Regions from separate parts of the Mus musculus genome. Here regions 2, 3, 4, 5, 6 and 7 are each linked to region 1. Evidence: chromatin contacts called from public HiCAR-type and promoter capture Hi-C data. All regions are on one chromosome and are shown on one strand. The core of a region is the stretch at or near the end of the contact, and the rest is flanking DNA. Distances in the headings are between cores, read along the strand shown.

What was found. Promoter capture Hi-C pulls out the DNA fragments that hold promoters and counts their contacts. HiCAR-type assays count read pairs that join an accessible place to other places. Capture Hi-C pulls out chosen DNA fragments and counts their contacts.
Region 2: a promoter capture Hi-C map of adipose tissue shows a contact between it and region 1, with 7 times the contacts expected there. The contact joins the promoter of Crybg3 here to the promoter of Cmss1 in region 1. A contact is called at or near these places in 5 of 39 promoter capture datasets (3T3-L1-derived adipocytes, hippocampal neurons, liver and 1 more), 1 of 115 datasets of contacts at active chromatin or transcription factors (large pre-B cells) and 2 of 9 other capture datasets (adipose tissue and liver).
Region 3: a contact with region 1 is called in a HiCAR-type map of astrocytes, with 7 times the contacts expected there. The contact joins the promoter of Riox2 here to the promoter of Cmss1 in region 1. A contact is called at or near these places in 10 of 39 promoter capture datasets (the 3T3-L1 cell line, 3T3-L1-derived adipocytes, the C10 cell line and 6 more), 1 of 484 Hi-C or Micro-C datasets (B cells), 1 of 115 datasets of contacts at active chromatin or transcription factors (astrocytes) and 2 of 9 other capture datasets (adipose tissue and liver).
Region 4: a promoter capture Hi-C map of pre-B cells shows a contact between it and region 1, with 2.0 times the contacts expected there. The contact joins the promoter of Nfkbiz here to the promoter of Cmss1 in region 1. A contact is called at or near these places in 2 of 39 promoter capture datasets (liver and pre-B cells).
Region 5: a promoter capture Hi-C map of liver shows a contact between it and region 1, with 4 times the contacts expected there. The contact joins the promoter of Nxpe3 here to the promoter of Cmss1 in region 1. A contact is called at or near these places in 3 of 39 promoter capture datasets (liver and pre-B cells), 1 of 484 Hi-C or Micro-C datasets (B cells), 1 of 115 datasets of contacts at active chromatin or transcription factors (large pre-B cells) and 1 of 9 other capture datasets (liver).
Region 6: a contact with region 1 is called in a promoter capture Hi-C map of pre-B cells. The contact joins the promoter of Cep97 here to the promoter of Cmss1 in region 1. A contact is called at or near these places in 2 of 39 promoter capture datasets (the HPC-7 cell line and pre-B cells), 1 of 484 Hi-C or Micro-C datasets (B cells) and 1 of 115 datasets of contacts at active chromatin or transcription factors (large pre-B cells).
Region 7: a contact with region 1 is called in a promoter capture Hi-C map of pre-B cells, with 4 times the contacts expected there. The contact joins the promoter of Rpl24 here to the promoter of Cmss1 in region 1. A contact is called at or near these places in 2 of 39 promoter capture datasets (embryonic stem cells and pre-B cells), 1 of 484 Hi-C or Micro-C datasets (B cells), 2 of 115 datasets of contacts at active chromatin or transcription factors (astrocytes and large pre-B cells) and 2 of 9 other capture datasets (adipose tissue and liver).

What each region holds. Positions count from the first base shown.
Region 1 is chr16:57,605,232-57,608,314 of GRCm38.p6, forward strand. It overlaps Cmss1 (cms small ribosomal subunit 1), which reads right to left and starts at 1,636. Exons shown (of 10, transcript NM_025599.3): 1 at 1,435-1,636. The coding sequence starts at 1,495.
Region 2 is chr16:59,599,413-59,602,495 of GRCm38.p6, forward strand. Crybg3 (beta-gamma crystallin domain containing 3) reads right to left here and starts at 1,635. Exons shown (of 22, transcript NM_174848.4): 1 at 1,333-1,635. The coding sequence starts at 1,481.
Region 3 is chr16:59,470,209-59,473,291 of GRCm38.p6, forward strand. Riox2 (ribosomal oxygenase 2) reads left to right here and starts at 1,567. Exons shown (of 10, transcript NM_025910.3): 1 at 1,567-1,737.
Region 4 is chr16:55,820,459-55,823,541 of GRCm38.p6, forward strand. It overlaps Nfkbiz (nuclear factor of kappa light polypeptide gene enhancer in B cells inhibitor, zeta), which reads right to left and starts at 1,680. Exons shown (of 12, transcript NM_001159394.1): 1 at 1,310-1,680. The coding sequence starts at 1,595.
Region 5 is chr16:55,893,799-55,896,881 of GRCm38.p6, forward strand. It overlaps Nxpe3 (neurexophilin and PC-esterase domain family, member 3), which reads right to left and starts at 1,481. Exons shown (of 6, transcript NM_001134457.1): 1 at 1,130-1,481.
Region 6 is chr16:55,933,269-55,936,351 of GRCm38.p6, forward strand. Cep97 (centrosomal protein 97) reads right to left here and starts at 1,580. Exons shown (of 11, transcript NM_028815.4): 1 at 1,485-1,580. The coding sequence starts at 1,527.
Region 7 is chr16:55,964,615-55,967,697 of GRCm38.p6, forward strand. It overlaps Rpl24 (ribosomal protein L24), which reads left to right and starts at 1,661. Exons shown (of 6, transcript NM_024218.4): 1 at 1,661-1,824; 2 at 1,933-2,008; 3 at 2,446-2,556. The coding sequence starts at 1,820. It overlaps Gm6958 (MLV-related proviral Env polyprotein-like), which reads left to right. Exons shown (of 1, transcript XM_001480210.4): 1 at 1-434.

The DNA.
Region 1 (3,083 bases), core at 386-2,885:
ATAGGTAGGCTGAGGCAGGAGAATTAAGAGTTTCAGAATTTAGATCATACTAAGAGCTCAACAAATGAAAACTGGCATTACTGTCATATCCACTGTCTCCTGGCATTTCTGAACACTCCGGTTTTCTTGTTACATGTATGGTGAGAGGGGGCATCTAAGACTCAGAAGAAGCTACTGAGTCATTTGAGAAACACTCCTCAAACGATGGGGAGACTGAGAGTTACAGATTACCTGACTTTTAGCTTCCTACTTCTGTCATCCCTAGTCTAGTCTCAACCCTGGGATCCAGACTGCCACTCGCCACTGGACTGACACTCTACTCTTCTGTTCCCCTTAAATCACAAAACCCATGCTGTAACTTTCAGTTTCACACTGAGAAATGGTCTAAACGTGTTAACTCTGTTTGCTATCATGTGAGATGGTACTGAGATCAAAATAAATGGAAATATGACATTGACCCTACCATCTAAAACTAGAGACAGGTGGACCTTGGATCCTTGGAGGGTGACTTGAGACAGTAACAATAGAAGTAGCTATCGCATGGTTAAGTCTTATGGGGCATGAAATGTTCAAGGCCACTGGAGTGGGGGGGTTACTTAATGCTACTTTACTTGAAAATAAAATGCCTACTGCACACAGAATGGGTACACATAGTACACCATAATAGAAACTGTTGGAGCCGAGCAGTGGTGGTTCACACCTTTAATCTCGGCACTTGGGAGACAGAAGCAGGCGGATTTCTGAGTTCGAGGCCAGCCTGGTCTACAGAATGAGTTCCAGGACAGCCAGGGCTACACAGAGAAACCCTGTCTAAAAAAAAAAAAAAAAGAAAGAAAGAAAAGAAAAGAAAAGAAAAGAAAAGAAAAGAAAAGAAAAGAAAAGAATTTGCTGTAAAGCAGAAGAGTTAAGCCCCTTGCTGGCTCGAACTACACATGATAAAGAACACGCTACTTTAATATTTTGTACATATACTACACGCCAAAAATTGTGTTGTGCTATACAACTTTAAATTACCTTCACTACATCTTCACAATTTTTTGGAGAGAATTACTCCTTTCACACGTGAGGAAAAAGGAGAATGTGTCGGAGTATCAGAGTCTGTGATTTGAATTCCCAATCTGAACCTAGTTCAGGGATTACTGGTAACCACTATGACAAACTGTACAGAAACGGTCTATCTAGTCTCAAGAAAATAGTAAAAAGTCTAGAAAACCAGAGCGCAGGAAGTAGCCCTCTCAGACTGGCAGGCGGCGACGGGGTCCCTCTCGTTCCACGTGTGACACGGTGTTGTCCCTCCCCAGTTCCCGCGCCGTCCCATGTTCCCACGGCTCCGCGCTCCACCTCCGGGCAGACCGCCACGACTGCCACACGCGGGTAAGGCAGCTGAGGCGAGGACCAGGGCAGGAGGAACGAGGGAGGCGGGCGAGAGCTTACCTGGGCTGCTGGCGGCTGCCGGCTGGTTCTCCCACCACTCGTCTCCCAGATCGTCTGCCATCCCCGTGAGACCCGGACGCGAACTGACAACCAGATGAAAGCAAGGCGGCCGCTCGCGCTCCTGGGCTCAGCTTCACTGGCGGCGTTAGCAACGCTACACGCGGAAAAACCAAGGAACTCCGTCGCCCGCGCCACTGGAGATGACGTCACAGACGCCACGCCCCCCCAGCTGCGGCAGCCAGGGGTGTCGCCGTTTCCACACAGGCTCAGACGTTCAAGATCGGCCTAGAAACTCCAAATAAATGCTCTGTTGAGCCTAGAAATACAAGAAAAGAGTTACCATCGGTTTGGGTTATTTTTTTTTAATATTTAAGTATTTTGTTTTGGTTTATGGCCGAAAAGCCGATGTCGAAAGTGCAAGAACGGATGCTAAGACGATTTTTCTCTGTTGGATTTCAAAGAGCTTGCACCGCGGGAGGAGACCCGAGCACGTGGATGTGTTTTCACTTGGTTGTCAGGGTTCTGGCGTTCCAGCGCCTGTGCAGTTTGTCCTTAGAAACGCACCTGAGAGTTGCTGACGATGAATGTCGGAACTTGGTTGTACATGTGAACGTTGCTGCTCTTTTTCTACAACTTAAGAGGGACGAATATCCTGAAGACCTGAAACATACCACTTCTCTATTTAAAATACTTAATCAGGTTTTGATATTCTCTTTAGAGGACTTGGATTGTGATCTGTCCCATTCAGTACCATGGCCCTTGGAACATGAATAGAACTTGGGGCCTGGTGTGGTGGCGCACGCCTTTAATCCCAGCAATCTGGGAAGCAGAGGCAAGCAGATTCCTTGAGTTGAAGGCCAGCCTGGTCTACAGGGGAGTTCCAGGACACCCAAGACTCTGCAGAGACATCCTGTGGAGGAGGAGGAGAATTGTTTTATTCAACAGTACATTTGTTTCTGTCATCTCCATTAGCCATCTGCCTGACAACAGGTATTAAGAGGTCAGGAAGGCCACAGGCCAAATGCAGCGATTGAGTTGTTTGTACCGGTGCTCATAAGTTACTTTTATAGTAGAACGCTTTGGACAACATAAACTAACCAGAAAGAAAGAGTGGCTTTAATATGGTGCGTCTATACATTCATACTTCGTGTATTTGCTAATTCACCCTTTATAGAAAAAAATACAAGCTCTATTGAATAAACAATATAAATTGTATCTTCCCTTTAACTGTTTTGTTACCAGTAAATAGATATCTGGGTTTATAAGTTAGCCTACCCTAACCCCACCTCCAACTCCAACACCCATATCTGGTACTGTAGAATCCAAAATAAGTTCAAGACCACCCAGCCTCTTCCCCTCTGAAGGGACTTTCAGAAACATAGCAGTCAAAATGACTGAGTCTACAGCTGCCAAAACAAAATGAGCTGTTCTTAGAAAAATAACCATAACAAGATAGCAATTTCCAGAGAAATCCCCCTACCCTGCCCCACACTGAATTCTGAGAAAGACTACAAACCACCCTGACCTTTCTAAAATTCCCTGTGACATTAAGAGCTGTGATGTTAATAGCTGACCTATAAGATCAAAATGTAGTGCTGCTTTGCTGATAATAACCCACCATAAGGGCAGGCAAAGTGAGTCACTAGGCC
Region 2 (3,083 bases), core at 385-2,884, 2.0 Mb after region 1:
CAAAATTAGTGCTCGCGTAAGCATAATTAAAACCGCATCGTGAAAAGCCATAGCCAGGGCCTATCAGTGGTGAGGAGAGACAGAAAGGGGTAGGTGAAAAGGATCTATCTAGCTGCTGGATTAGTCAGCCCGGTGCAGAAAGAGTTCAGAATGGAGGAGTGCCTGCCTTAAAAGGGCAAATAGGCCAGGGGAACAGGCAGGATTTCAGGACAATGCTGATAGGAGCTGGCCTGCTTACTCCATTCCACCACTCTCAAGTTTCCAAAGGGCGCTGAGTCTACTGCTTTCAGATCACAGGGGACTGTTAGGGACAACGTTAGAGCCACATTAGAGCCACGACAGGTGAGACCTCCCAGATTTCAGAACTACCATTAAGGACGGGGAAACTTCGAATGTTAAAAGCATCAACAACCAGGCCAAAAGTATCTGAAACTTCCTAGTAGAATAACCAGTCAATTATAATTGGTCATTTCTTGGAAAGACGTATTATGCTAACAGGTGATTACACTGGAAATGATTCACAATTAGGAAAAGCAAGGAGAACGAAGGGCTAACAACAAATCACAAACCCTAAATAGTAATGGAACTAGAAGCGTCAGTTGTTTCCGATCCATTTTTCTTTGAAGTCCATCAGCAAGTCTTTAGTCTGAGGTAAATATAGCTCTCTAGAGGGCAACCTTCCAAGGACATGGGTTACAGGTTCTTCTGGTGCAAGTGAAGTTGGCTTCACTTCTCAAAAAAAAAAAAAAAAAAAAAGGAGAAAGAAGCGAAACCACCTCTCCTTTAGGGTTGATAAGGAAATTTAAAAACGGGCATTTTAATGAGACGAATTTTTAAAATGTCAATCTTTAAAGCAGCAGGAGTAGAGGAAAAATGATTATGGAAAGAGTGCAAGAGTGCACATACTAATCATTAAACTGAGCCAGCTCTCAGCTCCGGCCCTGGTTCCCCAAATCGGAGCGCTTCCGTCAGATGTCCCCAGTGAGAGAGACAGAGAGAAAGGAGGAAGGGCGGCAACATTTAAACTGTAAACAAATCTGGCGAAGACTTCAGATTCTGGATGTCGTCTCAGAAAGCTCTGATTGCAACTCTTTTAGGAATCACTTCGAGAAAACCTTAAGATGGCAAAGCACGACGCGGAGGGGCGCGAGATTCCCTCGGCAGCTTCAGAGCCTCCCGGAGTGGAGGGGACAGAGCCGGGAGCCCCCGATGGCGGCGGGAAAAGCCACCGGCCGGGAGCAAGAACTTCCCCAGATCTAAGCCACCCAGGGCGGGACCGGAGGAAACCCGAGCGGCGGAGGAAGGCGCGCACGGCGCCCCCGCGGCTCCCACCTGGCTGCACTCCGGCTCACTCCCGCCGGCTGGCCGGTCCCCGGCTTCTCCTCCTCTTCCTCTTCCTTGTCCCGAGAAGGGTTCCGCGGAGCGAAGAACCGAGAGAAGCTGTGCCAGGGGGCGCTGCCCCTCCTGCGGCCGCCGGACATCTCCCCACCGGCTCGGCCGCGCCGTCCGCGGGCCCCGACGAGCCGCTGGCCGGAGCGAGGGTGGCCGCAGCCCTGGCTCGCTGAGCGCAGCGAGAGTCGGCCCGGGCCGCCGGCGCGGCTCCTCCAGCCCGGCCGGCACGAGCGCTCCCCGTGCGGCTCCTCCTCCCGCCCGCGCCCGGAGCTGCCCGCCCCCGGGAGGAGCCAGTGGCCGCGACCGCCCTGTCGGCCACAGCGTGCAGATCCGGGAGGAGCAGCCTGGGGATGCTAGGCTCCGGCTTCCCGCCCAAACCAGCCCAGCCCGCAGCCCACTTGGCTTGGCCAACAGTCAACTGTAAATGCTTTGCTTCCCTTTCCCGAGTTAGGGCTGTTTTAAAACAGGGTAATCAATTAAAGTCTGGGGAAACACCTGGCAAGAAGCAGCACCCGCGTGCCCTGCAGCCTGGAACCTGAGCACAGCCTTTCTAAAGACAGTTTCAGCCTGCAAGGGTAGGTCCCATCTGTCCTGCTGTCAGCACCTTGTTTCTGCTTCAGCTGGCTCAGATGAGGAGCCACCAACCCAGGTGTGTTTTAGCGCTCACCCTTCACCTGTGGGCCACTCCCAGAATCCTTTTTCAAAAAAACCGTCCCTGATCACAAAACCAAATCTGATTCAGGTATGACTCAAACTAGAAAAATGCTGAAACAAATATTTGGTTGTTGCGCAGATACTCCTGTATTCTGGAACGCCAAAGGCCCTTAACATTAGTTTAAAACGAATATCTGGTTATGATAAAAATGACTTTATACAGCGGAGCTGCTAACAGAGAAAGCACACAGAGCCATATTCGCCCCAGGTGTATTGTTATAGTTTGTCTGAAGTCAAACTCCAGAGGTATGAAGTTCAAGATAACAGTGGGACATTTAGTAACTAAAAATGTTATGTGGGCAAATCACATGAAAATAGGGTGATAGCTGTCTGTGGCTGGCTGGAGAAGTGAGGAGGTTGAACGTCTACCTGTCGGCCCCAAGGAATCATAGTGCCGGTTAAGGAGCCTTCCCGCGGACCCACAGCTACCCCTTTGAGGCATTTTAATCTGTCAACTGGATCTGAAACTAGGAGTATGAGAGTAAGAAAAAAATTAGGATCAGATACAGATGGACAAGCAAATTCTTCCATGCAGCTACAGGGCCTGGAGAATAATGTGCCTCCCCAACGCAATGTTAGCTGACTAGCAGTTGCCTCCCCCTGTTGCCCTGTGACAAAAAGTGGTCCTACACCTCAGTGTTGGCACAGAGGGTCCAGGCAAGGAGTCTGTCTGGGGATAAAAGTGTCTGGGCGTCAATAAGATTATGAGGCAAATTCTGATTTTCAATAATACTATTTCTCTCAATTAGCTGATAGGAAAATGTTATAGTAGTCCACGTATTAATGTTTCTTTACAACTGGTCTCCTAGGTATATGCAGAAGTATTAGGCTCACGGCATGGAAAGTTCTTGGTATTGAATGTTTGCTTTTCCAATACTTAGATTTTTAGATTTCCTGTACCCTAGAGTCTTGACATACAATAGCAGGTTCTTGAATCCTAGATTCTAGGATTTTGTTATGAAATCTGTGAAAGCACT
Region 3 (3,083 bases), core at 317-2,816, 1.9 Mb after region 1:
ACCTGCTACATAGTTTTTAAATAAATGTGGAACTAGGGGATCAGGGTTGGGGGAGAGACTATTTTGTGACAATGAGTTCCAATCATTGAATGTGATTTAGAAGGATAATGTAAATGAAAAGTAGGAGGAAATACAAGACAAAGGAATGACTTGTAGAAACTGTAAATATGGCTGGTCTACAAAATGATCTTAAAGTCTGATGTGGTCTGTATTTTGAGAAGAATTTCTCTATATTTCTAAATATAGAATTTATCTATATTTCATTTTGAAGATAGAATTTTTATCTCTACCATCTATCATTTATCTGTCTTTCTATGTTATTCTAGGTCACGTTTCGGCTGAGATTGAAGTAATCTAATTGTTCTTGTTCATTTATATGAAGGATGGTGTATAGTGTAACTCACAACGAAGTAATTAATTGCGCAAGGGCCATCAAGTTATACAACACATCAACTCAAAATATTACCCTACTTTTTCTGAAGTATTTTTTATTTGATTCTCTCATGATATTATCATTAGCTCCTTTGATTGTAGCCACTTGTGCTGATGAAATTCTTCATAAGTTTTACTTGGTTAATATACATTATATTACTGTGCTATGCTTCATATAAAATAATTTGACCTCTATGTGGATGTAGAAAAAAACAAAGATTTTTTTATTATTAATTACTGTCATATATGATTTCATGACTGTTCCTCTTTTGCCCCTCTGTAGACCCCAATGCTTTGAGGATACTCAGTTGCTAATCCATTACCTAATAAATAACCAACTGTGTAAAAACATGCATGTATGCAAAACACTTTGGCACTAAGACTTATTTTCAGGCATTGTGATGGTTTAAAAAGGAGTAGTGGCTCCCATAGGCTGATATATCTGAATGTGTAGACATTAGGGAGTGGCACAATGTGAGAAGGATTGGGAAATGAGACCTTTTTGGAATAGGTGTGGCCTTGCTGGAGGAAGTATGTCACTGGGTGTGAGTTTTGAGACATTAAAATAAAGAAAAACTTAAAAGGATTGGAATGAAAATATATGAAGTCTAAACAAAATGGTTGGTACTAAAATTGTTAAGTTACCCGGGCGTGGTGGCACACGCCTTTAATCCCAGCACTCGGGAGGCAGAGGCAGGCGGATTTCTGAGTTCGAGGCCAACCTGATCTACAAAGTGAGTTCCAGGACAGCCAGGGCTACACAGAGAAACCCTGTCTCAAAAAACAAACAAACAAACAAAAATTGTTAAGTTAATAACAATCGTATACATATTAAAGCCATATACAATGACGGTTTTGGATCTTTTGTGGACCGATGGAGTACAAGCACTCTCTCAAGAAGCATGTTCTTGTATGTGTGTGTTAATAAAGGGAACTGTCCAAATTTATAGATTTCCCTCTAACTTCAGATTTGAAGGTAGCAACTATAAAAAGCACATTCACGTTCTGTGACCTTTAGGTTCATAGGCCAGAGCAGGGGAAGGCCTGTAGCTGTAGGCAGGAGCAGGGATGTGGTCCGGGGGCGGAGCCAGAAGTCCGGGGCGGGGCCGCGTCTCGTGGGCGGGGTCGCGTCTCGTGGGCGGGGCCGCGTCTCGGGAGCCCGCCCTGGACGTGACCACGCCGTCGCGCCCTTCCATGCCTTAGCTGGGTCAACTTGCGGAAGACACGCAACAGGCCGTGCCGGTGCAGCGCGTGGGACGCGGGTCAGGCTGAGAAGTGCAGCTCTGGAGGGCTGGGGCCTAACTGGTGAGCCGGGTGGCTGAGGGCTGGGGACCTGGCCACGTGCACCGCCGGACTGGTGGCGGGCGGCACACGCCGGCGAGCTAGAGCCAGGCTGCGCGCGCAGACGGGGAGGGGCAGGGACCACGGTCGCGGACTGAGGAGGGGCGCGGGGACTGTCGCCCAGCTCGGGACTTGGAGCGTAGGTTGCCTTTTTATCTCCACGTGAGGAAGACTGCCTGTCTGCCTGCCTGCCTCCAGGATGTCCAACAAGTGACTAAACAGGTTTCAGGAAGTCTACCAGCGGTCATGATCTGAACTTCCGGCGCCGGGAGTTGGGTTTCACCAGCTCCTTTTTAATACCTGGATGCCTCTGAACTTTTGGGCTGCATCTTTCGTGACCTCATGGACCCCCCGAATACACATAATTCGTATTCTGTTTATATAAAGCTGCAAAAAAACATAACTGCCATTCAGTGAGACATCTCTGAATTAATGAAAACTTTTCTGGGTGCTGAAGACAATTGCTTTCAGTTAGCCTGGTGATTTTCTTACAAGCAATATATAATTAAAAAGTATTTCACCACTTTATTTATTTTATGTGTGGATGTACACAGGCTATGATGTACCGGTGGAGGTTGGTGGACACTTTGAGGGAATCCTTTCCTTCCAGTATGTGGGTCTCAGAAATTAAACTAAGTGGACAGCAGGTGTCTTTACCGCCTGAGTCATCTCTCAGGCCCATGGTGTATAACTACTGTCAGGTGTGATTAATTGAGCTAAGTTCAATCTAGTCTTCTCTAGGTTAGTGGGCCTACAATTCGTTCATTAAGGACTTCTGTGAATGTAGATTTCTGCCTCCAGCATCAGAAGTGGTACTCCACTAGGTTTGATGTGTGCATCTAGACATTAGCGTGTACCACGCTTTGCTGGTAAAATACTGCTACCATGGAGAGAGACGTCCCTGCCAGGGCTGCTAGTGAGTATTGATATCTATGGTTACTTGTACAGAATAATAGTCCTAATTGTGCAAACCTCCTCCTCCTCCTGTCTTTCCCAAGTGGTGGTGGTCATGGGGTTTTTTTTGGGGGGGGGGGGTTTGTTTGTTTGGGGAGCTAGTGAGTAAGGCTTTTGAGAATTTGCTAAGAAGAAAAAGTGAAGAAAAATTCTGACTTAACTGTCTTGTGCCATACTTGGCTAGGTTTGTGCAAGGTAGAGGTAGCTATCTCTTAAGACACTCTGTGGCTTCTTGTCATTAAGTTTTACCATGGGAAAATTAGGTCGCCCTAAAATGTAGATTCTTAAGTTTGTCAACTATAGTAAGAGTGCCAACATTTATTTTCGGGTTGAACTTATCAGCGATACAGCAATTA
Region 4 (3,083 bases), core at 430-2,929, 1.8 Mb before region 1:
CATATTTGGAACATAAAGAGGAAAACGAACGGAGAACAAAGCATAATTTGGCTATCTGTGCCACAAGTGTGACATAGAGACAGTGACGAGGGCAAATAAAATGATTAAATAGCCTTTCTATTCAAGTTCAGGAATTCCCACAAACACCCCAATGGCCAGACTCTAACAGCACTCCTCTGGAGTGACAAGAGTTAAAACTTCCATGCCCACGTCATAGGGAGAAGAAAACGCACTTTCAGGAATCTCCCATGGCTTGTGTGGTAAACCAAGAACTAGAAACAATCGATGGGTTCAGCCAGATGTCCACGGGCCTACAAACTTCAGAAAGGGCTGTCAAAGCACGCACACCGCGCTTTTCAGGGAGCTGTGGGCAACACTGTGGCTTAAGGCACAGTGTTTTAAATCAAAAAATAACTTTTTAAAAATAAAAGACAACCAAAGCTTATGAGTAGCCAGTGTTAAGGAACAGCAAGGGGTCATTCTTTAAAATAATTGCGATGAGAAGCTCCAACAACTGAGAAAATTTAGGCGGTGTTTAAATCTACCCACAGCTGCATCCTGTTTCTCCCTCCCCCACCCCCCCAAATTATGCAACTCGGTTCGTGAAGAAAGGAAACCATACAACCCGCAGCTAAAGAAAGGGCTTCGCTAGATGTAACTTTTCCATTCTCAAGCACACAGAGAAAATCAGAATTCTGAGCAGGCCTCTGAACCGCCAACATCGTAAACTAAGCGCAGAACACTAAATCACTTTTCTGAACCAGGCTTTCCTCTACGTCCCGAAAAGTGGGTTTTCTTTGATTCATCCCTACAAATAGATTAGGAATACGGGTGTCTTAAAAATCCAGTTCCCAACGCTTTACCCTCTGCCACTGCTTCTCACTGAAAGAGTTACAAGAAGGAAACTACATCTCTCTCCATCAGCTCCAAAAACCTCATAATAGTGTTATAATTTCTCAGAGGTTCTTGAATTCGGAGGTCGGGGGAGAAGTGAAAAGGGAAAAGGTTATGAGATGGAAGAAAAGAGAATCCGAGGCTCTCAAGTTCTTTTCCAGGAAGCCAGCGCGCTAGCCCTCAGGGTCCCTTGGGCGCTGGACTCCGCAGAGGTCTAGGCAAGGACAACGTGCCAGAATCAGGACAAGGCATCTAATCACTCATGACTATTCGCGTCTGTCCGGCCGCTAAGGAAGTCACAGGGGCCGCTTAACGTCTCGACTATGGGGGGGGGGGGGGGTGGAGGGAAGTCCCTCCCCATCCTCCCAGCGTGTGAACCCCGAATAGAGGGGCAAGGAATCTCGCGGGTGGGTACCTTGAGGGCGCTCGGCGCGGGCGCCACCTCTGGGACGGGACTCCACGGCCCCGCAGGAGGACACGGAGGAAGTGGAGGAGAAATCGGAGGAGTCGGAGCCGGGCGAGCCGGGCGCGGAGGGCACGGCGGACAGGTAGCCGGTGTCGCCGGCGCCGGGGGCGGAAGGAGGCGAGGCGCCGTAGAAGTAAGCCAGGTTGAGCGGGCTGGTCATGAGGCCGCAGTCGCCGGCCGCGTCCAGCAGCCCCTCTCCGCCGCGGCTGTCGTCCAGCAGCTTGTCCACGATCATGCTCCCAGGCTAGGCGCTCGGGGTCCCCAGACACCTGCGCCACCGGATGGCTACGCGGTTGGCTGCGGCAGAGCGACTAGTACGTGCGCGCCCGGAGGGGACCGGGCTATTTAAATGAACTGACCTCCTCCTCCGCGCTCCGCCCGGTGAGGCGGCGCCTGGGCTGCCTCCCGCCCCGCCTCCGGATGTGTCTAGTTTCCAGTAAAATGCCCGGGATGAGGCAATGTGCCCTCCGCCCTCGCCCCGCCCCGCCCGGGCCGACCGGTTGTTTTCCGGCGGCTCACCTGGAAACCCCGGCTAGCACCCGCGCCCCGAACCCCCGTCGGGGCCAGCTCCAAGTTTCCCCGGTTGGCCTTCGCTGGACGCACCGCATCCCCAGGGGCCCGGGGTCCGCGGCAACCGCTGTCTGCGCAGGGGCTGCGATGCCCGGGGGCGAGCGGGAGCCCCGGGCTGCTGCAAGAACAGGTCCGCCCAGTTCGGGGAGTGGGAAGCCAGAGCGGTGCGTGCAGAGTTCAGTCTCCTCCCTTGCCTCCAACATTTAGCCCGCCTCCAAACCTGGAAGCGGTTGCCCGCGGACTTTCTGGCCTGGACTCAATTTCAGAGCTCTTGCAGTTTCTCTAACTTCATATCTGGGCCATAAGCAATCTTTTTTTTTTTTTTAGTACAGTATTAGAATAAACAGCAATGACTACCCTTTCGTATCCTTCAATACTAGAAAAAAGCTTCTAGCAAAATGATGAATACGCATATATGCGTGTATATTCTTTGTATGTTTTATATTATTTTTTACGTATTATGTAACGTTTTATTCTGCACAACTTGACCTAGTCCTGATAAACACAGGGATTTTGATGCCTCTACCTTGAATACTTTTTTCAATGTTTATACTTCCGCCGCAAATCCAACTAGCGAACCGTCAAGGGAAGTTTATTTTTAAGGGAGAGAAAGAATGAATGATTAAGTCTAAATTTTCAAGTAACATCTTAACACGTGGGGATAAGGTATACACACACCGATGAAAAGAAACTGACTATGATTAAACATCGTGAGAGGTACAAAGTTCAGTGAACAGCCTAAAAAGAGACTTTCTTGTGGAGAGGGGGAGAAGGGGGAAGTCTTCGCAAAGAATGAGATGAGCCCTAAAGGATGGCCCTAAAGCGTTTGCAGGAAAATCATCTGCCAAGAATTAAGGCCAGGAGTCAGGGAAGAATCCGCAGTGCCTTTTAGGACTGCCAAAGGGAAAATAGCATAAATGTGAAAGGTAACCTGAGCGGAGCACCTACAGGGACCAGCGAAGTTACTAGAACTTTAACGTGAGGGAATCTGAAGCTGGCAGAAATGAAACAGTTTTAGAGAAGATGAGACTGAGGGGAGTCCTAGTGGCCTAAGAAGAAGGAAAAAAAAAGTGACCTAGAAGAAGAGATAGTGGCAAAGAGGTAAGTAGAAATAACTAGATCATTACGTAAGTAAATGGCTCTGCTAGGCAGA
Region 5 (3,083 bases), core at 231-2,730, 1.7 Mb before region 1:
AAGGGGCCAGTGAGGTGACTCAGCAGATAAAAGTGCCCTGACCAGCCCAGCAGTCTGATCCCCCAGGAGCCACAAGGTAGAACCACATTCCAGCGTTTGGCCTTGGCCTTTGCTCTCTGCAAATGAATTTTCTTTACACCTTAGGAGGCCAACACCTTTGCTGGTTCTGCTTTTCCTATGTCTACACCTTAGGCTTGGATCCTTTGGCATCGCTTACTTTGAAACCCTTGATATCCCTTAGATAGCTACAGTAGACTGCCAAGTAGAAGAACCACTAAATAGAGTGGCCAGGGGGCATTGCTTACTTCAGTTGGCAAGGGCTAGTGGTACTAAAATGAATTTTGAACTGTGCCTTGCCATGGTCTCTCAGGACAACTGGATTCTGGAGCACTAGGAACAACCATTCCCTCTTCAGTGACCTTCCTTCAGCTCCTTTCTCAGTAGCCGATTACACACTTGGTCAACCCAGAAGAAATTATGAAAACAACAGACATGGAAAGAAGATAGTAAGCCCAGTCAAAAGGGGACAGAGCCCCCCACACTGCTGGGTTAAAGTATGGTGTGCCCTCCCCCTGAGAGGAATCAGACAGTCATGAGGGTCCTGGCAACCTGCCAGCTTCAAAGACACCCTAATATTCCAAATGACACATAATGCCTACAGGAAGAGAACACAATCACCAGGCAGTGTGATTCTTCATCCATTGGGAACACGGCAATAATCTATTGTTGATGAAAAGCAAGGGGGAAATTACACTTTCATATACATTTTTGCAAAATCCTGCCTCACAACCTCTCTGAGCACCACTGCCCTTCTGAACTTGAGTCAAGCAGAGACAGAACACAAGCCAAGATCTCAACATCCCACAGAGGACTGTCACACACATGTTCCTCCCTGCATGACTTCTCTGATGCCTCCAAAACTGCAGCTCAGTAAGGCCTGGGTAGTCCAAAGTATGAGGAGACAACAAGATAAGAAGCAGCTGGCGCCACAGCAGCGATGAGACTGGCGATAGGGACCAAGTGCAGTGTCGCCAAGCTCTCTGCACTGGGAGTGGAAAAAAGAAGAGAAGTAAGGGGTGGGGGTTGGGGGGAGGAGAGGGGCCTGACTGCGCTCTCGGGTACAGGTCACCTGAGGTGCCTGCTACCAGGCGCTGCGGCGCTGCAGCAAGTGGAGAAACTGAGGATGGAGATGTTCAGGCTCGCCCTGCATCCTCTCTGCAGCGGCTCGGATCATCCGGACCTTGGCAGTCGCAGCCCAGGGCTGAAGCTCTGCCTGCGTCTTCGACCGGGGCCTCGGCTCCCGGGCTCTGGAACGCAGTTGGGACTCCCGGGGCCGCAGCTCCCTACACCCGGCCGGGGACGTTAGGGACCCGAGGTCCGCGCGCGGAACACAGGGCTCTGCAGCTGCGGGGCGCACGAGGCACGCCGCACCGGGCGCTCTCGGGACAGGCTCCGCCCCGCCGCGCGCATAGTCGCAGCTCGCACTCACCGGGTCTCCGGTCTCGCTCGCCGCTCGCCCTCCCACGGGATGTGGACGCTCCGATCGGGGGCCTCCGCGCCAGGCTGTTCTCTCCCGGCTTCCTGACCGCGCTACGGAGCCTCACCCCCGACCCCCGGCTACGATTGGTCCGACTATGGGCGGGGCGGGGCGGAGCGGGGATGTTGACTGACAGCCGCGCAAGCTGAGTGATGTGCCCAGTGGCGAAACAAGGAGTTGGCACTGCCTGTGCTACCCGACCGCCCCAGGGAGCTTGGGTTAGGATGACTGTGTACCTCCGGAGATACACTCTAGCCCGAGGGCTGGACCCTTTTGGAGACACAAATACAGATGACCTTCGGACATCAGCGTTTCCCCGGAGCGTCCCCTCAACCGATTCTCTTCCTGAGAACTAACCACAATGCTGGCCTAGCAGTGGCGGAGCTGCTGGTACCAGAGAAACACTGCTTGCCAAACGTGAGCATAGAGATCTTGAAGCTTCTCTCTTTGAAGTTAGTTCTTGGCAAAAGCGCCAGGATATTCCACCCAAACCACCCTCAATGCTGGATTACCCTAGTTTGGACGTTTTATGTCAAAAGCAGCTTGGTGAATCTGAGATACTGAGAGGAGTTTCTAGAGGACAGAAAGGCCTGTGTGGGACAAAAGACGTTCCTGGCTTAGAGCACAGTGGGGTTGGACTTACTTTTAACCAGAGCAAAATGCTGGGGGATGGGGTGGAGTCTGGGGCTGGAGAGATGGCTCAGCAGTTAAGAGCACTGGCTGCGTGCTCTTCCAGAGGTCCTGAGTTCAATTCCCAGTAACCACATGGTGGCTCACAACCATCTGTAATGAGATCTGACGCCCTCTTCTGGTGTGTCTGAAGACAGCTACAGTGTACTCATATACATTAAATAAATACATCTTTTTAAAAAATGTTAAAAAAAAAAGTCTGCCCTCAGACTTAGTCCCAAGTTGAAGTAGAATCGATATGAATTCCAACTGTCATTAATTATCATTATATTTATTGACAATGGAGCTATAAGAGCCTGAGGTCAGGAAGAACAGAAGCAAAACAACTGTCTTCGGGGCATAATAAGACCACTGGGTTCATGAACGCAGAGCACCTGTGCTTGCCTCTACAAGACTTGAACAAAACCAACCCACCAACATTCTCACATGGCAGGACAAAGGGTTCATGTGTACACACACATTAACTGAAGACCCAATGATGGCATCTGGGAACAGGAGATACTGTTTTCCTAAGGGTATGGACCCTGATAGGTCAACCACTCTCCGGGGAATGGCTTCCCACCTGTTAAGTGTTTGTGTAGCACAAACTGGACTAAGTTGTTTGTTTGTTTGTTTGCTTGTTTGTTTGTTTAAATTAAGAGAACACAGTGAAGGGAGTTGGAGATGGATCACGGGGGAATAGAGAGAGAGAAAATAATCAAAATACATTGCATAAAGTTCTAAAAGGATCAATAAATTTATATTAAAAACTTACAGATTCTGCCAGGTAGTGGTAGCTCACATCTTATTTCCTAGCACTCAGGAAGAAAAGGAGGGCAGATCTCTTACGTTTGAGGCCAGTCTGGTCAGCGCCTGA
Region 6 (3,083 bases), core at 330-2,829, 1.7 Mb before region 1:
AAAAGGCTGGAGAGATGGCTCAGAGTGGTTAAGAGCACTGACTGCTCTTCTAGGGGTCCTGAGTTCAATTCCCAGCAACCACATGGTGGCTAACAACCATCTGATGACCTCTTATGGTGTGTCTGAAGGCAGCTACAGTGTACTCATATAAATAAATAAATCTTTTTTAAAAACTATAAAGTTGTTTTTTTTAAAAAAAAAAAAAAAAAGTGGATGAGCCACGTGCACAGCACAGCTCACACCTTTAATCCCAGCACTGGAGAGGCAAAAGCAAGAGGATTTCTTTGAGTTTTTGATCAGTCACAGCTACATAATGAGACCATGGCTTTGAAAAGAAAAAAGAAAAAGAGTGAGAATATAATATAAACATTGTTCTACATAAAAACATGAGATAATGGGAGAAAGGCATCCAAAATATCATCTGGCTCTTTGGGGGCGGGGAGAATGGCTCTGTAAGTGCTTATTGCTGCTGTTCTCGGTGAGCTAGGAAGGTTGAGAAAAGAAGCTATCAGAGTGGGCGGGGCCTGAGTAACTGCCAATTTCAATTTTTCGATCAGACTGGAGCTACCTTGGGATGTAATTTTTCGGTTCTGCGCTCCTAGAGGGTTTCAATGCTTTTCGGTTTTCTTATCACGTGAGGCGTCGTGAGCCCCTTCTTCGAGATGAAAACTAGACTGTCCTGGAAAAGCGCACCTAGCGTCCGCACACAATTCCTAAGTGTCGACACATGTTTTAGCCGAACTCCTTCCCGTAGGAACTCAAGGGTCTCCGGGTTATGAGCCTCAACTCTACCTACCCTGCTCTGCCCCAATCGGGCCAGCTGCTACCACGCCTCAGAGTGTAACCAAAACAAAAGCTCTGAGGTCGGCGCCCCACGGAGGCATCTCCCAAGCACAGGCGCACCCCCCAACCTGGGCTCTGCCAAACAAAGACCAAACTCGACCCCGGGACCCGGCCTGCAGAATGATCGGGGAGCAACGCGTGTCTGGGTCATTCTCAGATTCTACCACGGCTACTGGTCACTTCCAAAGAAGAGTTCAAGCAGACTGTGATGCGGTTTCAGATGAGATGCTTCCTGAACGTTCTCGGACGAGAAGGAGAGGCACGGGAAATAAAAAGGCTGCACTAATTTCCTGTGGGCACTCGGAACTCAAAGTAAACGTCCCAGAAAGGTCACCGCAGTCCGAAGCCCACTGCCCCCAGTCAGGCTAAGGAGAGCGCGGGACAGGGGCGCCGGGCACCGCGAAGGCTCCTGGGGACTGAAGTCCCTCATTCAGCCTTCACAGTAATGTTGCGGGACTGGACCAGACAGCGGGACTACAACTCCCAGTAGGAAGTGCGCCTCCGTGTTGCTTACAGCCCCTCATCAAAAGAACTGGTCCAAAACTGCACCTCTAAACCCAGGCTTTCTCTTTACACCAAGCAACTGTTTAATATGACATACTGAAGTAAACTTTGGAATTTAGGGGTAGGGATCATCGTACCTTCTCCCGGAGCCAGAGCCCCGTCGACTCGCGCCACCGCCATACTTGCCGCTTGCTAATGACACCAGGCAACCGTCTTCTGCCGTTCTGTAGAGCATGTAGTCAGCAGTGGGGCGCTGCAAACTACAACTCCCAGGATGCACAGCACTCACTCGACCCAATTGGCTCCCTGATGGGACTTGCTGGCTACAATGTGGGAGGTAAAGCTTAGAAGACCCGGGTTGACACCTAAAGTTGATCTGGTGAGCAAGCTGTATTGTTAGATAAACCATTTCACTCCAGGGCCAGGTGTTTGAGAAATTCGACACTTTTACCACCTGGCACATTATAAAGACGTTGTTTAAAACTGAATTTGAGAACTCATTGCCAGAAGTCTCTATGGCAGCTACCCATTTTGACAATTCTGAATTAAGTTTAAAAGGTTTTAGCTTCTCTATAGGAATGACAGTGAAATATTTTGACATAGTCAAATGGATACGTTATATTTGCAATTTACCCAATCTTACCTAATTAAATAGATTTAAAGCCTCAGAAACTGATATTTTTGTTTTAAATGGTGGTTCTTACACATTGAACAGTTTGGTCAAGGAGTATATTTGATACATATGTACCCAGAACTTTTTCCAGAGTATTCAAAAAAGTTTAAAATAGTTTCCAGAGTCAGGAATACTTACTTTACCTGGTTGGGAGGGCACAGGCTGATCTTTTTTTGATTTAACTATGAACTCGGTAATCGGGAACTAGAAATTACAATCTTTGGACAAAACTTGACAGGGGAAGTAAAATTAAGCTAGGGTTTACAAGGTAACTCAATCGTACAAAGGGGGCTCCACTTTCTTTCATCAACTGCTCAACGTACTAAAAGCTACTCTTGGTGTTCGAGAAATTCAACACTTTTACCACCTGGCACATTATAAGGACATTGTTTAAAACAAACTGATGTTGAGAACTCATTGCTAGAAGTCTCTATGGCCGCTACCCATTCTGACAAGTCTGAATTAATTTTAAAGGGTTTTAGCTTCTCTATAGAATGACTCGCTATAAGGCTCTCTCTGAAGTCTGAGGATTCCTGTTCAGGAAAATTCAGTAACTTGGTGCTTCTAGCTTTTCAGGCTCAAAATTCTAAGAGCATTTCCTCTTTCCTGGTTCCCTTTGGCATCACTGCCCTTAAAGACCTTTCTGTTTCCCATTGCTTTAGTCTAAAGATACTTTTCTATTTCTGAAGAAACAATAAGAATTCCCCCCTTCATTTTAACCAGTAGACACCTTACTTGGAGAACAGTCTTACAACTTTATATGTCTGAAAACAAAGCAAGCCTGTCGTGGTGGCCCAAATTTTAATCCCATCAGTTGGGAGGAAGACTATATATTGTTAGATATTGGAAGAGGCAAGCAGGAGGATGTCTGTGAGTTCAAGGCCACCTTGGTCTACATAGTGAGTTTAATCATAGCCTGAGCTATGCAACAGAGAGATTCTGTCTAAAAACAAAACAAGTACACATGTACACACACACATCAGACACACACACACACACACACATCAGACACACCGGAAGAGGGCATCAGATCCCATTACAGATGGTTGTGAGCCACCATGTG
Region 7 (3,083 bases), core at 411-2,910, 1.6 Mb before region 1:
TTTTTTTTAAATTAAAAGTTTTTTTTTTTTTTTTTTTTTAATTTTTAAATTTCATCTGACTTTCTGTGTCTGAATGTTTAGCTCTACGTGTGTACACCAGGTGGCACTGTGTGGTCACTGGAGGTCAGAAGACCCAGCTTGGTTTCCTGGAACTGGAAAACCATCTGTTGTGAGCCACCATGTGTATGCTGGACCATGTCTAATGCCAGTCCTCTACTAATTCAACAAGTGCTCTTACAAGCTGAAACATCTTTCCAGGCCCTAAAATAGCTTTTCTTTCTTCTTAAGATTTATTTATTTTTACGTTCATTGGTGTTTTGCCTGTATGTATGTCTATGAGAAGGTGCCAGGTCCCCTGGAACTGGATTTACAGTTATTGAGTTGCCGTCTGGGTACTGGGAATTGAAGTCAGGTCCTTTGGACGAGTTGCCAGCGCTCCTAACTGCTGAGCCATCTCTCCAGCCCCATAAAATAACTTTATTTTTCCTTTATTTTATTTTCGGTTTTTAGAGACAAGGTCTGTGTGTAGCCTTGGATGTCTTGTAACTCCCTGTGGGCGAGGCTGGCCTCAAAAGTCTTAGTGACCAGCCTGACTCTTCTGGGATTAAGGCTGTGCCTCCACCGGCTGGCTAGCATAGCTTTTCTTTTTTTTTTTTTTTCTTTTTCTTTTTTTCTTTTTTTGCCTGTGTGTGTGTGTGTTTGTGTGTGTGTGTGTGTGTGTGTGTGTGTGTGTATGTAAGTACACTCATGAGTTCGGGGTCAGGCAGCTAGCTGGAGTTACAGGTGGCTGAACTCTGGTCGTCTTCAATAGTTGTATGTATTCTTAACCTGCTCACCTTTCCAACTCGTAACTTCAGGTTTTGAGACAGGGTCTCACACTGTAACCAAGGCTGGCCTCAAACTTGTAGTAGTCCCGCCTTAGTTCCTGAGTGCTCGTATTACAAGTGTTGGCAATCTATTTGAACTAGTGATTAATTACTTTTAGTTTTTGATACAGGGGGTCACTATTTATGTACCGTTGGAACTCTTACTACTATGTAGACCAGCCTGCCAGTGCGTCTTCAGAGAGCTGAGATTAAAAGCTTGCCCCACAGTGGCGGGCTCTAATATTTTTTGGAGGTGGGGATTTAATTCAGGGTTTTGCGTACCACTCGTGCTATCCCTGGGCCACGCTGTCGGCCGCTACGATTTTTTTCTTTCTTTTTCTTTTTTTTTTTTTTTGGTTTTTCGAGACAGGGTTTCTCTGTGCAGCCCTGGCTGTCCTGGAACTCACTTTGTAGACCAGGCTGGCCTTGAACTCAGAAATCCACCTGCCTCTGCCTCCCAAGTGCTGGGATTAAAGGCGTGCGGCACCACTGCCCGGCAGGCCGCTACGATTTATTTTTGTTTCAAGGAATAATCCAAAGCCAAATGCAAAAAGTGACCTTCAGGTTTTACCTGCGAGATAAAAACTGGTCTGGGCTTCGTAAGAGGAGGAAAGACACGTAGAACATCCTTGTCTCTTGTTTATTAAATCCTGCGAAATGCTGGCTTTAGATTCTAGAACACTAGCCTGGAGGAAATAAAATGGCACAGAACCCAAGCCAAGAACCAACTTGGACCTTAAACGAACACCTCAAACCCACTCCCCGCCAATGCTGTAGGAAGAAAGCTGTTGCTAGGAAACAGACTGGGCGCTCGGAAGTGACATCATCTCTGGGCGCCGGGGTCAAGGAAGGGAATTTAGGGAGGAGATTCTCTCCCTCTGCCCTATAAGGTTCTCCCATGATTCTTTCTTTCTCTTCGCCATCTTTACCCCGGCAGGCCGACATCTATCACCATGAAGTAAGCGGGCGCCCGGTGTCCCAATCCGCCTCCATCCTGAGGCCGAGCTACCGGGGATGGCTCCTCTTTGCAGCGCACATACTAACGAGCTTCGCCTTTTCCTTCCAGGGTCGAGCTGTGCAGTTTCAGCGGGTACAAGATCTACCCGGGACACGGGCGGCGCTACGCCAGGACCGACGGGAAGGTAAAGGCCGGCTGGGCCGAGCGCGGCTCGGGACGCTGGGAGTAGAAGGACGGTCCTCTCTCCCCGAAGGCCCCGGGACCGCGTGTGGGATGGGAAACTTGAGGGAATATGGATGGTGTGTAAACCAGGCTGGAAATGAGTGCTGTATGTAACCAATGGGAAAGGGAAATGGGCTTCAGGTCTTTTGGAGTCGGAGAGGGCTCAGAGCCAGATTTCTTTGAGTTTAGCGCCACCCGACCCTTTGCGACTAGTGTAGATTTTTCGGCTCCTGAGAAGACTGTAGCATTGATGCCACCCTGTCATTTGTGTCACAAAGAGGTCTCTTGCCTCCTTTATATATTTATATATTGAGAAGAGAGAAGTAGAATAAAGCTGGAGGAGGACGTCAGTCTCCACTTTGTGTAAAAGGATGACTAATTTGAATTTGTTAACTGCAGGTTTTCCAGTTTCTTAATGCAAAATGTGAGTCAGCATTCCTTTCCAAAAGGAATCCTCGGCAGATAAACTGGACTGTCCTCTACAGAAGGAAACACAAGAAAGGGCAGTCGGTAAGTGGAATGCAGCTTGCTAGTAGCCTCTTTTAAAGTTACACTGTCAGATTTTGCCAGGTTAAATTTTGGTTAAACAAAACTATGCAATGTGCTCTTGAACTAAACCATCAGACAGTAGCAGAACTTGTTAGTGTGGCCTTGGGTACCATAGCCTTCCAAGCTGTGTGTTGAAATTTGAAATGATTCCTCTCTGTAAGCTTCATTTTGGGTTGAAGAGGCCCTTAGGGGATGGTAGGTGTTGCTCTGGGTGGAGGTGTGGTGCTAGGACAACAGCTAATAGTTAGGCTTGGCATGTGTGAGCCTCGTTAAATAGATTCTAGCTGGGTATTATAGTAAACAGTGGTCCCAGATGTGAAATATGTTAAGTGGGCATGGTGGCCCACTCATGTAATGCCAGTGTCTGGGAGGTAGAAGCAGGAGGATCAGTAGTTCAAAGTCAGCCTAGGCTACATAAAACCTTGTTTCCCAAAGCAGAGCACGCAGTACAGAGTTAGTGAAAAGAAAGATGAATTATATTTATTAGA